Linked DNA regions of Hordeum vulgare: region 2 is linked to region 1. Evidence: chromatin contacts called from public Hi-C data. All regions are on one chromosome and are shown on one strand. The core of a region is the stretch at or near the end of the contact, and the rest is flanking DNA. Distances in the headings are between cores, read along the strand shown.

The links. Hi-C and Micro-C count contacts between places; a contact is called where the count stands out from the background.
Region 2: a Hi-C map of seedling shows a contact between it and region 1, with 2.7 times the contacts expected there. The contact joins two enhancer-like sites. A contact is called at or near these places in 2 of 6 Hi-C or Micro-C datasets (leaf and seedling).

What each region holds. Positions count from the first base shown.
Region 1 is chr3H:69,785,298-69,792,251 of MorexV3_pseudomolecules_assembly, reverse strand. It overlaps LOC123443005 (ABC transporter G family member 31), which reads right to left. Exons shown (of 24, transcript XM_045119214.1): 13 at 6,885-6,954; 14 at 6,479-6,635; 15 at 6,270-6,389; 16 at 6,065-6,159; 17 at 5,642-5,974; 18 at 5,269-5,559; 19 at 4,989-5,072; 20 at 4,775-4,908; 21 at 4,459-4,686; 22 at 4,190-4,361; 23 at 3,842-4,096; 24 at 2,519-2,985. The coding sequence ends at 2,713. Among protein-coding and RNA genes, the nearest start is that of LOC123443005, 11 kb to the right of the region's middle. Within about 2 kb of position 3,406, at least 3 of the 3 cell types and tissues checked have open chromatin away from gene starts, as enhancers often do. A contact at or near this core is called in leaf and seedling, where this site is marked.
Region 2 is chr3H:70,490,040-70,496,993 of MorexV3_pseudomolecules_assembly, reverse strand. No RefSeq gene overlaps it. Among protein-coding and RNA genes, the nearest start is that of LOC123439543, 140 kb to the left of the region's middle. Within about 2 kb of position 2,378, at least 3 of the 3 cell types and tissues checked have open chromatin away from gene starts, as enhancers often do. A contact at or near this core is called in leaf and seedling, where this site is marked.

The sequences.
Region 1 (6,954 bases), core at 2,157-4,656:
CAAAAATACACCTAGATTTTAACGACAAAAAGTTTTTTCCCTCAACCATTGGCATCGTGCCAATGGAACTCTCTGATACAGATAAAAGGTAAGGAGTAGTATTGTATTGACTCAATCGATCGTCGCATCAAGCCGATACGGCTACATGGAGTGCACTCCCTGCCTCTGCCTGACATGGTGTATTTTGCTTCGTTTTCCTAATCCGTTAATTCTGGAATAGCTCTTGTTTGATTCTCAGGCTACACGACAGCTTACGTGCGTGTGAGTGTGCAGAGGAAGGGGGGGAAGAAAACAGAGATCGATACGCATGCAGCTGCTGGACGCCAGATAGGACGGCAAAATCTCGCAGCGAATTAAGTTGGCGCTGCGTACGTACTTGTTTAGCTTAGCTTAGTTGGTGCTCATGAGTTTGGCAGGGAGCGAAAGCGGGGGGATCGTCCTTGGCATTAGCGTTGGTCTTTCTTTGGTCCTTTCCCTTGGAGCGTGCATGCATGCCCATCTTTGTCTCGTCAATATATTCTGTCCAAGAGCAAGAGCGAGTGATTGTCCTGTCCTATATACAATATTGTTATCATTAGCATTATTGTTATTATTCCGTATCCTCGCCAGCTCTTCCAAGAGGAGTACGAAAAGACAGAAGCGGTACTTATATATATATATATATATATATATATATATATATATATATATATATATATCTAGCTTAAATATGGAGTCCAATCAGTGGGTTGGGGCAAACAAGGACCCCCTCTAGTTTTGGTTTTGGTTTTGGTTTTGTAATATACTGGTACGTACCTCCTCTGATGGATGAATCATTAATGGATCCCTTGCGTGCATGTGGGCGGGGGTGAGTCGATCGGCGCAAATCTGCGGCTCTGGTCAGCGTAGTACGTACGTCTGCGGCGCCGCAGCTGCATGCGAAAAGACGATCGATCTAGTGGTAAGTGGTAACAAGCAACTGACTGGAGCAGCCGATCGATATATATATATCGTCGATCTGGCCATGCATGGATGATCAGCCCAATTATTGTTAGGTTACCAGCTAGCCGAGCTAAGGTAGCTGCCTGGCAGATAGTAGGTCATTAGCTAGCGGCCGTCCGGTCCATCACTAACGACGCAGCCGCGTGCGTGCATGCATGGCTGGCTAATGGCTATAGCCCTGCACCTGCACGCGGTCACACACATGCACGGTCGGTCGAAACTGGACTGGACCGGACCGGCCGGGCTTGGATCGGATCAGCTCGGCCTCGGCCTAGCGATATCCGATCAAATCTAAAACCGCCGCGAGAGGTTTAGCACGCGCGTGTACCGATGTGGGTACGGCCGGGATAAGCCTCGCCGCCTTGGAGAGCTGATCCATCGACGGAGTTGGATCTCCCTCATCATCGGCTGGGCATCGGCATGTATGCATGCATGCATGCCACTATACATACGGTACATACGTAGCACTTGACCACTGACTGAGTGGCCAGACCGATGACTTCGCGCTCTGTGCATGCATGTAGACGTACGCCGGCCCTGGGTCTAATCTGCCACGGAAGAAGGGCTACGGGCCACCGTAGGAAACCCCTACGCGCGCGCGCTACGCTACCGTCCGCGGCCACCCTTTGCGGATACGCACGTACCAAGGGCCGGCCGCTTTGACTGCCACTCGTCCAGGACCAGGCCAGCCAGCAGCCACCGGCCTCCTCTCCACTGGAGGTATCGGATCACCATCTCCTGGCCAGTTTGGCTCTTGCATGCATGCATGGCAGCATGGCACTGACCGCTCCAGATCCAGCACACGATCGAAGCCGGAGAAGGCCGCATGCAGGGGCCACCGTACAAGCTACTCCTACGTGCGAGCATAGCAGCAGTGAACGATCGATCTTCTCGGCAGGTGCATGGTGCGCAAGAGCACAAGTTGTAGGTCAAATACGCCGTGGAGCCAAGGGAAGTGCGGCAGCCAGCGATCGGCGGCGCCAAGGCAAGCGGACAAAGGTCCGGTATTGGCGTATTGTTTGTTGCCTTGCCTAGCTAGTAGCTACCTCTCCCCCGCCGTGCCGTGTGCCGTGTGCAGATGCGATCGACGTCACGCGTGCACCAAACGACAAACGCTCTCCACGGTAGTATATTCTTCTATCCCGATCGACCTGACTGTAAAAAAAGATGGGTGCGTACTGTGGTAGGTAAAAGGTGGTGGAGTGTGTGTCTTATCTGTTGCGGTGCATGAAGAGAGATGCTATGCTATATGCTTCTTGTCAAATGGGTGGTTCTTTCCCGGGTCGCATCCAACGGTCAGGTCAGTGTCCTTGGATGGAAGCACAGCCATGGCTAACATAGATATATAGCTGCTGCTGCTGCTACGTCCAAAAGGGTATCGGGGCAGGACGACGGACAACCGAGATGCATCGCCCAAAGCGGTCAAAAAAGACGGACAGGTGTCGACCACGCACCGGCGCTCCTCGACGCGGCAAATGCTCAGCGAATATACGCACGCAGGCCCGTATCAACATTACAGTACGTACAATACAAAACATCTCTCAAGGATCTTGCTATACATAGCACGTACGTACAGTAATACATACACTTCTTGTTTCAAATCGTGTGTCTCCCTCTCGCACTCGACAAATTATTTACGAGCTCTTATCTTAATTGATTGTACACATGCATGCATGCTGGGTAATTAAGTTAAACTGGTGACCGAACCGGGTACATTTGCTTTGCTGCTCATCATCTGCGCTGGAAGTTGAGGTTCCTGATGGCGAGGGCGAAGACGACGGCGAAGAGGACGCAGAAGCCGACCACCATCGTGGCGACGACGCCGAGGAAGTCGTGCCGGAACCCAAAGTGCTCCTCCAGGAACGCCACCACGGTGGTGGTTCTGATGCCGTCGGCCAGCAGCAGGGGCTGGTCCAGGTCGCCGAACTGGGAGGTCAGGAGCCCGTACAGCGTCCAGGACACCGGGTTGGCCCAGTAGTACCACCTCCACCACACCGGGATCAGCTGCATTATTATTTGGTACCGGAATCGTTAACCAAACCAAACACAACAGGATGGTACTACCAACTACTAAGGCCCATGGATTCACGCGTCGAGGCATGAATCCTAAACCGGCGGAATGCGAGCGGAAACGCTAAACCAAGCAGGGCCTAAGTGTATCATTGTTGTTCTGTTCAGATACAAGTGTGCCAAGAGCCCAAGGCAAGTAGAACGTCTACCATGCTAAGCTGAATATACTTAAATTTGTTTATTTGTTTCGTCGAAAAACCACGATAAGTGTATCCATGTGCCCTGTGATGTGCTGGTTCACAGCATGGATAAAAGAATACCCTATTTGGAAAGGAAATTAAAATTTGCCAAGCCCAGTGGTCCGGTGCTGACGCGGTTGTGCACAGTGATCGATCTACACCAGTGTATGAAAGCCCATATGGCCCGACACGTTCTCTACAGGCCAGCCAAACATATCAGGGCCCACCTATGACCAACTTGCCTTATCACAAAAATTATGTGGTGTTTTCCTAGTGTATTCCATGGAATTGTTTGTTCAACTCCAGAGTGCTGATGAAACCCTTCTCTCAGAAAATAAGAGAAGAACTTTAGAGTGCAAATAAGAACAAATCTTAGGTCGTATGCAACAATTATTGGTTTGGATATTGTGCACTTCAAAAAATTCTCTACTAGAAGATCGTATGACCTAGTAGCGTTCATGATTTTCCCAAGGCCTGGACTAAAACAACATACCCTAGAACTCAATCATATCCACGTTGCCAAACTGAAACGGAACTGAAAGTCACCGTAGGACGGAAGTCATTGATTGGTTTGTAGATGCAAATCATGGGGGGTGATATTCGCTCCATACCTTTCTTGGGATCATGAACCCGCAGAAGAGATTCCATAGCGTGTAGAATGGAGCGGCAATGATAGGCGCGACCATATGGTTCGGAGTGATCGCCGTTGTCATCATGCCGTAGAAGGTGAAGTACAACAGAGTGAAGTACATGAAGAAGAGGAACCACAAGAACTTCACTGCTGTCCACTCAAACGAACCCAGGCTGTAGAAAATTGTACCATAGACAAGTGACTGCACAAGAATGTAAGGGAACTCCACAGTAACCTGCCCAAGAACAATGGGTTAAAGGTGCTACGATGATGAACACTGGATGAATAGATTGTTGGAATACAAGTTCTGGACAGGAAACATATGTACCAGAGAGAATGCGAAAGGTAATGCTGAATACATCCCAGCAGCTCGCTCTCTGTACGATACAAATCTTTCGATAGAGATCACAGGTTGAACGGAAGTGGCGTTAGTGATTCCTATGAAAAGCACTGCTGCATACATGGCACCCATGGCATTGAAAATATCATGTTGGGTCTCCCTGGCAATTATAAAACGACATCACCGTCAGCTCCCTGTGAAGATAACTATGTATGACTATGCCCGGAAATCGGTGTCAGAACCACCCGATGACATACCTTCTAGAGCCAAATTTCCAGCAAATCGTCCCAAACATCAAGGAGATGATGACAGTGTAGAAAAACCGAACTGCGGTGTATTGAGGATTCCTCCAGTATGACAGGTTTTGCTTCCATAAGCAAGCAATAAACTGAGCACAGAATGGTTGAGCATACTTGGTAGAGAAAGTAAGCTCTTTCACTTCACTGTTCGGTTTGCTCAAGGCCTCAACGATTTCTTTGGTCTGCCTGAAATGCAATAAACAGAAACAGGTATTAGTGAGAGAAAAGCAACTACGAAGCATGTAGTCGGATTAAAAGGATTTTTTGTGTTTACAGAAATAATTTCGACTGTCGATAGTATTCAGCAAAATCCACTCCAAGAATCTGCTCCATTTGGGTACTTGTGACGTCCAACATCCATGCAGCCGGATTATAGCCATCCCTGATTTTAGGCACTCCTGGAATTCCCTGTTGGTAAACTTCAGGGTGTAAGTACAGAGGCCTTGTCTAAGTTTCTTCAGTGAGAAAACACGTAGTGCAGAACATACCTCGAAAAATTCAACCAGATTGCGTGATTTAGAACCCAATGGACCAGCATATATGAGTTGCCCTCCACGTTTCATAAACAAAAGCTGAGCAGCATATGGATAAGTTAGGAGAGGACAATGATGGAATCATCATACAGCCGTAACAATAGCAGTATTACAAGATGAAAATATTGTAGGTTTCATATTTAAGATAAATGTCACTTTCAAAGAGGTCTGAAATTAATTAATTTCATGTGTCATATTTACTGTGAAAAAATAGATATTTTGTGGAGAAAATTACCTCATCAAAAGATTCAAATATGTCGATACTTGGCTGATGGATGGTGCATACGATTGTCCGTCCCGTATTAACAATATTTCGTACAGTTCTCATCACAATGGCTGCAGACCTAGCATCCAATCCTGACGTAGGTTCATCCATGAACACAATAGAAGGATTTGCCACAAGCTCCACAGCTATCGTCAACCTTTTGCGTTGTTCCGTAGACAAGCCATTAACTCCTGGCAGGCCAACAAGAGCACCACTTAATGGATTCAGCTCAACAAGTTCCATCACCTCTTCCACAAAAGCCTATGAAAGAAACCAGCAAGATTAAAAGGTCAACATTATGATGTATGGAACAATGAAACATAGAACTTCAGCAAATGCATACCCTTTGAGTGTCATCATTGACATGGGAAGGCAACCGGAGGCATGCCGAGTATAACAAAGACTCGATCACAGTCAAGCAAGGTGAATGGACATCATTTTGTTCACAATAACCAGATATCCTTGTGAAAGTCTCTTGGTTCTTAGGATATCCAGATATAGAGACGCTTCCTTCTATGAGTCCTCCGGTCTTCCGGCCGGCTAAAACATCCATCAGGGTGGTTTTACCAGCACCACTGACTCCAACAAGGGCTGTCAGTATCCCTGGCCTAAATGCACCAGTGACATCAACAAGCAACTGAAGTCGGTCTTCTGCTATCCCTTGCTTTTTCAATTCCTGCTAGCATAAGTGGGTGAATGCATAAATGATATAGCTTTTTTAACTCTCTTTTTTTTTTGTCATACATATGGACCATCTGTGACGTACCTCTGGTACATCAACGTAGTAGTTTATATTCTTAAAGCACATAGAAAGGGGTTGAAAGGGTAACACCATGCCCTTCTGTTCCTTGAGCTTAAGCCCTGCAGCACATTGAAATTGAATACAGACGATGGGATCCATGCTTAGTAAAGGGTAAAAATATCTTGTGGTCTAAGAGCTGGATCGAAATAGTTCATTTATCTAGTTTTACCATTCAGTGAAGTTGAATGCAGGTAAGATCTCAGCTCTAGAGCTACTCTGTCACTCTTCCTCTTAGAATCCTTGTTTCGAATTGCGTCCTTGGACACAACAGCTTGCATATTCCCGATTGCTGTCAAGGACAATAACTTTGGAGAATGAGAAACTATTTTGAATAAGCTCAATTTTTTTAGGTGTTAGTATAAGGTAGTATGAACTTACGGTTGAGAATCGTCAAGAACAATGTAAATAAGGCATTCAAAACAATCGTGTAACCTAACAATGCTCCGACTCCGATCCAGAACCAATACTTTTCCTTGAATAATCCATATCCAGTGAGTACAGCTTCACCTAATGTGATGTTCTGATCTGCAAATGGCTGCCATTAAACCAAAGTAGATTTAGTATCAGTTACAAATACTGAACTATTTAAGGGTAGTTCGAACTTCTCTTGGTAAAAATGCCTTATTATAGGTTCATGAGAACAATATAATATGTCTTAAGTAATTTGGGTTTCCACATGATTACACCCATAAAAATCCATGTGCCGTGTGTTGCTGTTGTGTGTACAACCAAATTAAAAATATATAACAGATTTCCTTGGAGAAGGATTTATATCTAGTATTACCTTGCTCCAAGAACGCCCATGGAATTCATTTACCGATATAGCATTCTGTGCATACATCATAGGAGAGATC
Region 2 (6,954 bases), core at 1,129-3,628, 710 kb before region 1:
TGCAGCTACGGGACGCTGGCGAAGCACCCGATCTGGCAGGGGCATCAGGAGAAGCTCAGGTGGTCGGAAAAGGTGCCGACGACGAGCGTGCGCGACGGCCGAAAGTCGGGCTCGTCGGGGAGCAGCTCAGGGGGAAGCTATCGCGCGGGGAAGAGAGGGGAAAGGAGCAGGGGCTCACTGCAGCTCCATTTTTGGCATCGGGAAGACCGGAGAGGGTCGCTGGCCGGCGAATGGAAGCGGGGAGCTCCGGCGACCGGAGGAGGAAGAAGGTGGCAATGGCGACGCTGCGGTGGCTCGGGTGCTCAGGGAGGTTGACGTAGAGGAGCGGCCCGTTGAGGCGGAGCTGATCAGCCGATCAGGGAGGCGAGGGGTGGCCGGAGGCGAGCTTGGCGATATCGGCAATGGCGACAACGAGGGGAAATCAGAGAGAGAGAAAAGGGGACTGTAGAGAGGAGAGGAGATAAGAAGAGGTGTTGCTCGACGTGCTGGCGTGGAGAGGCAGTAGAGAGCTCCACGCGAGCAGGAGGTGGCAAGGCGAGCCGCCGTGCTCATCTTCTCCCCTGCCCACTGGTAGGAGGAAGAAGACGACAAGGGTACCCCCTGGTGGGCTGGGCTGGGCCAGGAGCGTCAGGTGAGTTCTTTCTCTCTCTTTTCCTATTTCTGCTTTATTTCTTTCTCGCATTTAGGTTTAGGTTTTAAAATGAAATATTTAAATATTTTATAAAACCTTAAATTAGTGTTATGTGACAGTGATAAAAATAATCAATGCCACAAAGTAGTTTCAACATTTTTTAAACTTTTATTTTAAAAGAAAACAAAATAACTCCATTCCAAACAATTATTTGATCAAATCAAAAATCCATTTCAAAATGTTCGTGTGACCTAAAATTTTGGTTTGACAAATTTATTCCCTGTCACTATTTTCCCAAATATTTGGAACATTTTTCTGGTTCCTTTTGAGGTAATATTTTTATTGTCTTTTTGTCAAATTTCAATTCATTGGGGCTTGAGCACTTCCCACTTTCAGATTCAATGCAATTGAATGCATACATGAAAATGCAATGGCAAGTAAGGCAAACTTGGACTGTGACAACAGGCACCTTTATTTTCCACAGAAATTTATGTGGGAATCCCATATCAGTAGTAATTAGGAACAAATATAAGGATTTAACAGTAAAAACCCTATCTTTAGTCAACATCCATTGTGGCTTATCTCTCTGACTCTCTCTCCATATATTGCCACTTCCTCACACCTTATTTTCAGACTACCCCATAATTCAGCCGTCCCTCCATGTAAATCTCTTCTAAAGGAAAAAAAAAGTCCCACCCTTTATCCATTGCCTCTGCGACAGAGATCTCATGGTCAAAACTGACATTGTATAATACGGGATAGGCATCTTTTAAGGTTTTGGATCCCATCCACCAATCTTCCCAAAATCTGGTGTTTTTCCCATCACCTAGTTTTTTCTTAATGTGTTTGTAATATATATATGTCTCCATCTCCACGGTTGTTCAATGTTCCAAGACCTCGCATTAGGGCGGACCTCGAGCGAAAACCCGGTGTCTCGTCTCCTCATAATCACGCATGTTTTTGCGTTCAGAGTTCAGAGTTGGTGTGACTGTGTGCATCGTCCATGTCTCGACTAGTCTTTTTGATGTCGCGTCGTTGCAGAGGATAGTGGTATTTGAATAATACGGAGTAGTTAACATCTTTGAAACACGTACAGTAGATCGTAATATGCACGGCAGTGATTGAGGCTTTGAGATCTTTTATTACAACCTTTGGTCTGCTTGCGGTGCTGCTGTTGCGACCTGGTTGGTTGGAGCTCTCTCAACCTTTTATCGGCGGGCGATCCATCCATCCATCCATCGCGGCTGCATATGGAGCCCACGTTGAGGTGTCCGTCTCCAGCTTTTGCATGCCATGGACCCGGTCAAGTAAATCGGCCGGGCCAGACAGAGAGACAGACACCGCCACACCAGCCAGCCAGCAGAGCAGCTCATCGGCCAGGCGACGCAATAGGAGGCAACTTGCGCTGTTCCTCTTCTCTTCTCTTCTCTTCCTCTCTGTTCCATGCACGAGCTCTCTCCTCCTTTGGTCGATCACACACAGACATACAGGTACTCCAGATGGATAGACAGGTGAGCTGACGGACACGCATGCATGCAGGTTTAATCATGGACCGTAGTAGGACAGGACATGCATGATACTAGTACGTACAAATCGTTCTTGACATTGCTGGATAACTCAAGGTTTTCCTCTTGGGTCCGTCCGGTCCGGGGTTTGCTTGGAGGCACAGGCACGGCGGGTGAGCTGCCAGCACGTGCGTGGCACTGGAACCATCCGTCGTCGGAACTGTCAGCGAGCCCCCCCGGCCACTACGTGTACCTGGGCTGTGTTTAGGTCGCCCGTCTGGTTGCAGATTGCAGTTGCACCAAGAGCCCAGAGTTGAGCACGTTTCCCTCGTCTTCAGGTGTCGCTGTACGTACAGGCTGCTGAGCTGGGCGATCCAAAGGCGCAATCGAATCTCATAACTATTATATTTATGTGTCACACCTCAGCATCTTGATTTCTACTTACTACTGCTCTCTCGTGTTAAAGATTCAGCAATGGTAGGTCGTTCGGTAACAGCAACGGTGAGCTGCACTGCAAGGCTGCAAACAAACGGCAGCACTGCTTGCCACCGCAGAGAAGACGTTGGCTGGCACATGCAAACAGCTGCTGCGGCGGCCGATTAACCGACGGCGATGCGCCGCCATGCATGCATCGACTGGAACAAGACGGCGATGATTTCCCGAGCTTGATTATCTATCTATCAGGACGTACGGGGCCGGTCGGCGGGCGATCGATCGAGGTGACCGAAGCTACAGTGCCAGTGGCCACTCGCCAGCCGCCGCGCAGCGCGGAAGTGGCAACGCAGCCACGTTGTCTGCTTGCTCGAACAATCCATTGCAAATGCAGTCGCCGTCATGGTTCTGATGGCCGGCCCCTCTGCTTACTGGTTACTGTATGCATGTAATGCTGAAGGAGCACAATCACACACGCAGACAGGCGCCATCACCAGCTCCCCCGGCCCCCATTGATGAGCTAGGCAACAAGCAAGCAGAAGCAGCCAGAGCAGGCACCAGCATCGCCATCATCAAGTGAAGCAGTTGAGACACGCACCGGGCTTATTGCCCGATGAAAAGTCTCATTTAGATCTTTCTTGCTCGATTTCTGTCCGTCTGTCATCTTGGATGGAGAATCTTTGCAACTACAATTATCATCGAGCGCTGGATCCAACAGGCTGGATCGATCGCCAGTCGTAATGGCATAATAGGGTGGAGCTGTGCACTCACCTAGATATGCATACGGATCGCTAGCGTAGCGTCATCTGGCAATGATTGCAGGCAGAACCTGATCGATCCATCTTGGGTACCAATGGCCCTACTCATCTCGTTTGTGCGTATGCGTGAGGTGGCAACGGGGCCAGCAGGCTCTCATCTTGTTCATCCGCAGACAGGAGAGGGGGTGGGGGAGATGAGGATGAGCAATCAGAGATCCCGAGTTATCATGGCCATTAACTAACTGTGAGATGAGTGCATTCTGTACGCCCCCACCGTTGCAGGAATTCAGGCTCGGCTGTGCTTGTATTTGCTGTCAGAGGGGGCAGCAACTTCTTTCTCTGAGGCCGTTAAATGTGGTTCTGCATCCTCGGTTTGTTGCTTCCTTTGGCTGTCGTCAGTGCTGCTAGATTTGCAGGACGGCAATGATGCGCCGCGCCGCGTCGACGTCGACGGGGATCGTCGGATTGAGCCGGGTCAGATTAGGGCCAGGCAGGGGGCATCCGGTCAATCCGTCTCCGGTATCATAGCATCTACATCCACGATTGGAAATCCGAACCGTCAAACGCTTGTGGATGCGTCCGGACACTGATCGACCATCCCTTAAATCTACGGGTTCACATTTCACTTTTTCATATTTATTTTCCAAATTCATATGAAACATGTAATACTGCGCACTATTCTAGTCTGGATCGTCGGAGATGGCCTCTAGCTCATGCGTGTCCGCTACAGCCTGCGTCGCCTCCGTCGCACCGTGCACCACCTCTCGTGTAGATGAAAACGCCTGGCCTTCGCAGCCGACTCCGAGCGGATGGAGTTCAGGATGGACCGCTGTTCGCCCGCAGATCCAAATCCTCCTCCGCCGGCGCATCCTTCATCGACTCCTGCTCCTCCTCCACCGGCTCCTGCTCCTCCTCTTCCTCCTCCATCCCATCCTCTTCTTCCTGTTGGAAATATGCCCTAGAGGCAGTGATAATATAGTTATTATTATATTTCCTCTTTCAAGATAATCGTTTATTATCCATGCTATAATTGTATTGAATGAAAACATAAATGCATGTGTGGATATATAGACAAAACAATGTCCCTCGTAAGCCTCTAGTTGACTAGCCAGTTGATCAAGGATGGTTAAGGTTTTCTGACCATATGCAAGTATTGTCAATTGATGACTGGATCACATCATTAGGAGAATGATGTGATGGACAAGACCCAAACTATGAACGTAGCATGTGATCGTGTCATTTTGTTGCTATTGTTTTCTACGTGTCAAGTATTCATTTCTATGACCATGAGATCATGTAACTCACTGACACCGGAGGAATACCTTGTGTAACAAACGTCGCAGCGTTACTGGGTGACTATAAAGGTACTCTACAGGTATCTCCGAATGTGTCCGTTGAGTTAACATGGATCAAGACTAAGATTTATCACTCCGTGTGATGGAGAGCTATCTCGGGGCCCACTCGGTAATACAACAGCACATATAAGCCTTGCAAGCAAGGTGTCTAAAGTGTTAGTCACGGGATCTTGTATTACGGAACGAGCAAAGAGACTTGTCAGTAACGAGATTGAAATACGTATAGGGATGCCGAAGATCAAATCTCGGGCAAGTAACATACCGAACGACAAATGGAATGGTATACGGGATTATATGAATCCTTGGCACAAAGGCTCAACCGATAAGATCTTCGTAGAATATGTAGGATCCAATATGGACATCCAAGTCCCGCTGTTGGATATTGATCGGGGAGTGTCTCAGGTCATGTCTGCATTGTTCTCGAACCCGCATGGTCTGCACACTTAAGGTTTGGTGACGTTTCAGTATAGTTGAGTTATAGGTGTTGGTGACCAAAAGTTGTCGGGAGTCCCGGATGAGATCACGGACGTCACGGGGGTTTCCGGAATAGTCCGGAAACGAAGACTGATATATAGGATTGTTTCATTTGGCCTCCGAAAAGATTTCGGGCATTACTGGTAGTGTACCGGGAGTGACGAATGGCTTCCGGGTTTTTACCGGGAGGGGCTCACCTACCCGGGAGTGAACCTAATAACCCAAGGGTGGCGCACCATCCCTTAGTGGGCTGGTGAGGCCAGCCCAAGTGGGGTATTTCGGCCAAGAGGACAAAATCAAGGAAAGAAAAAAAAGAGGAGGTGGGAAGGAAGGAAGGGACTCCTCCCTCCAAACCGACTTGGAGGAGGATCCCTCCTCCCTTCGACCGGCGCCCCAAGGGCAAGCCCCACCCCTTGGCTCCTCCTATATATACTTGAGGTTTAGGGCTCTTTGAGACACAACTTTGCCACGTGCAACCGTAAACCTCTACTTCGTAGTTCTTCCGCTAGATCGGTTTTCTGCGGAGCTCGGGTGGAGCCCTGCAGGAATAGATCATCACCATCACCGGCGCGCCGTCACGCTGCCGGAGAACTTATCTACTTCCCCGTCTCTCTTACTGGATCAAGAAGGCGGAGATCGTCATCGAGCTGTATGTGTGCTGAACGCGGAGGTGCCGTCCATTCGGCGCTAGATCGGAATGGATCGTGGGACGACGGTGATTTGAATCACGAAGCTGTTCCACTACATCAACAGCGTTTCTTAATGCTCCCCGCTTAGCAATCTACAAGGGTATGTGGATCCGATCTCCCTCTCGTAGATGAACATCATCATGATAGGTCTTCGTGTGCGTAGGAAATTTTTTGTTTCCCATCCAACGTTCCCCAACACTTCCTCCTACAAATCCTCCTCTCGATCCACAGGTAGCCCCGTGGCCCTTCGTATTTGGACCTGCTCAAGGAGCGAAATTCGATGTTGGACGATGTAGTGGTGGCGACGTGGGGGCATGGATGACGGTTCCAGCGGACGGGAGGAGGAAAATGTGGAGGGGTAGGGTTTGGGTGGTGACGGTCGACTTAAATAGCCGGGCTAGGATTATGCGTTTCACTGGAGCGGAGCCACACGGCGTGCGCACTGCGGCGACAGACGAGGCGTTTGTCGGTCCGCTGGGTTTTGGATGATTCTGCATGGGTCCACGTCGTCAAGCCGAAGTGGCGGACGTGCTCGGGGCCCCCGGGCCCCACATATCTGCCCCATATTTGGGCTGGATATGAGGGGTGCCGATCAGCCCAGACGTTTGAGGCCGGTTTGGGAGGCCGGCTGGGTCGAAATTTCGTGACCGGTGAGTGACTGCGTGGCCTGCCCGGACGTTTTAGGGGGTTATGAAGGGTCTGGTTATAGATGCTCTCATATGAGCTATCGATTTCGGACCTCAATCGCAGGATACAAGGCCCAATCCTTTTCGAGGCCTCTCAAGGGTTTTCTTTTTGAGCAAAAGGCAAAAGATTTGACTCATTCATTAATTAAGAAAAGGAATAGGGTTTTAGTTTGCGTTACACCACAGACAGTGCCGGAAAACCCCAATTAAAAGTGATCAACTACTCTCGCAGCGTGAGATGACCCAATTTTCTAGCATCCACGGATATCCAAACCTTGGTCTCCTTGATATTGATGAGGAGGATCGTCTATGGAACACTCTTCTGACGAAACACCCATGCATTCCTCTGTTTTTAGATGGTCCGGGCGACAAGCACGGTGACCGCAACAATCGCTCTCCTGCTGGGGATTGATTTGTCGGAAAG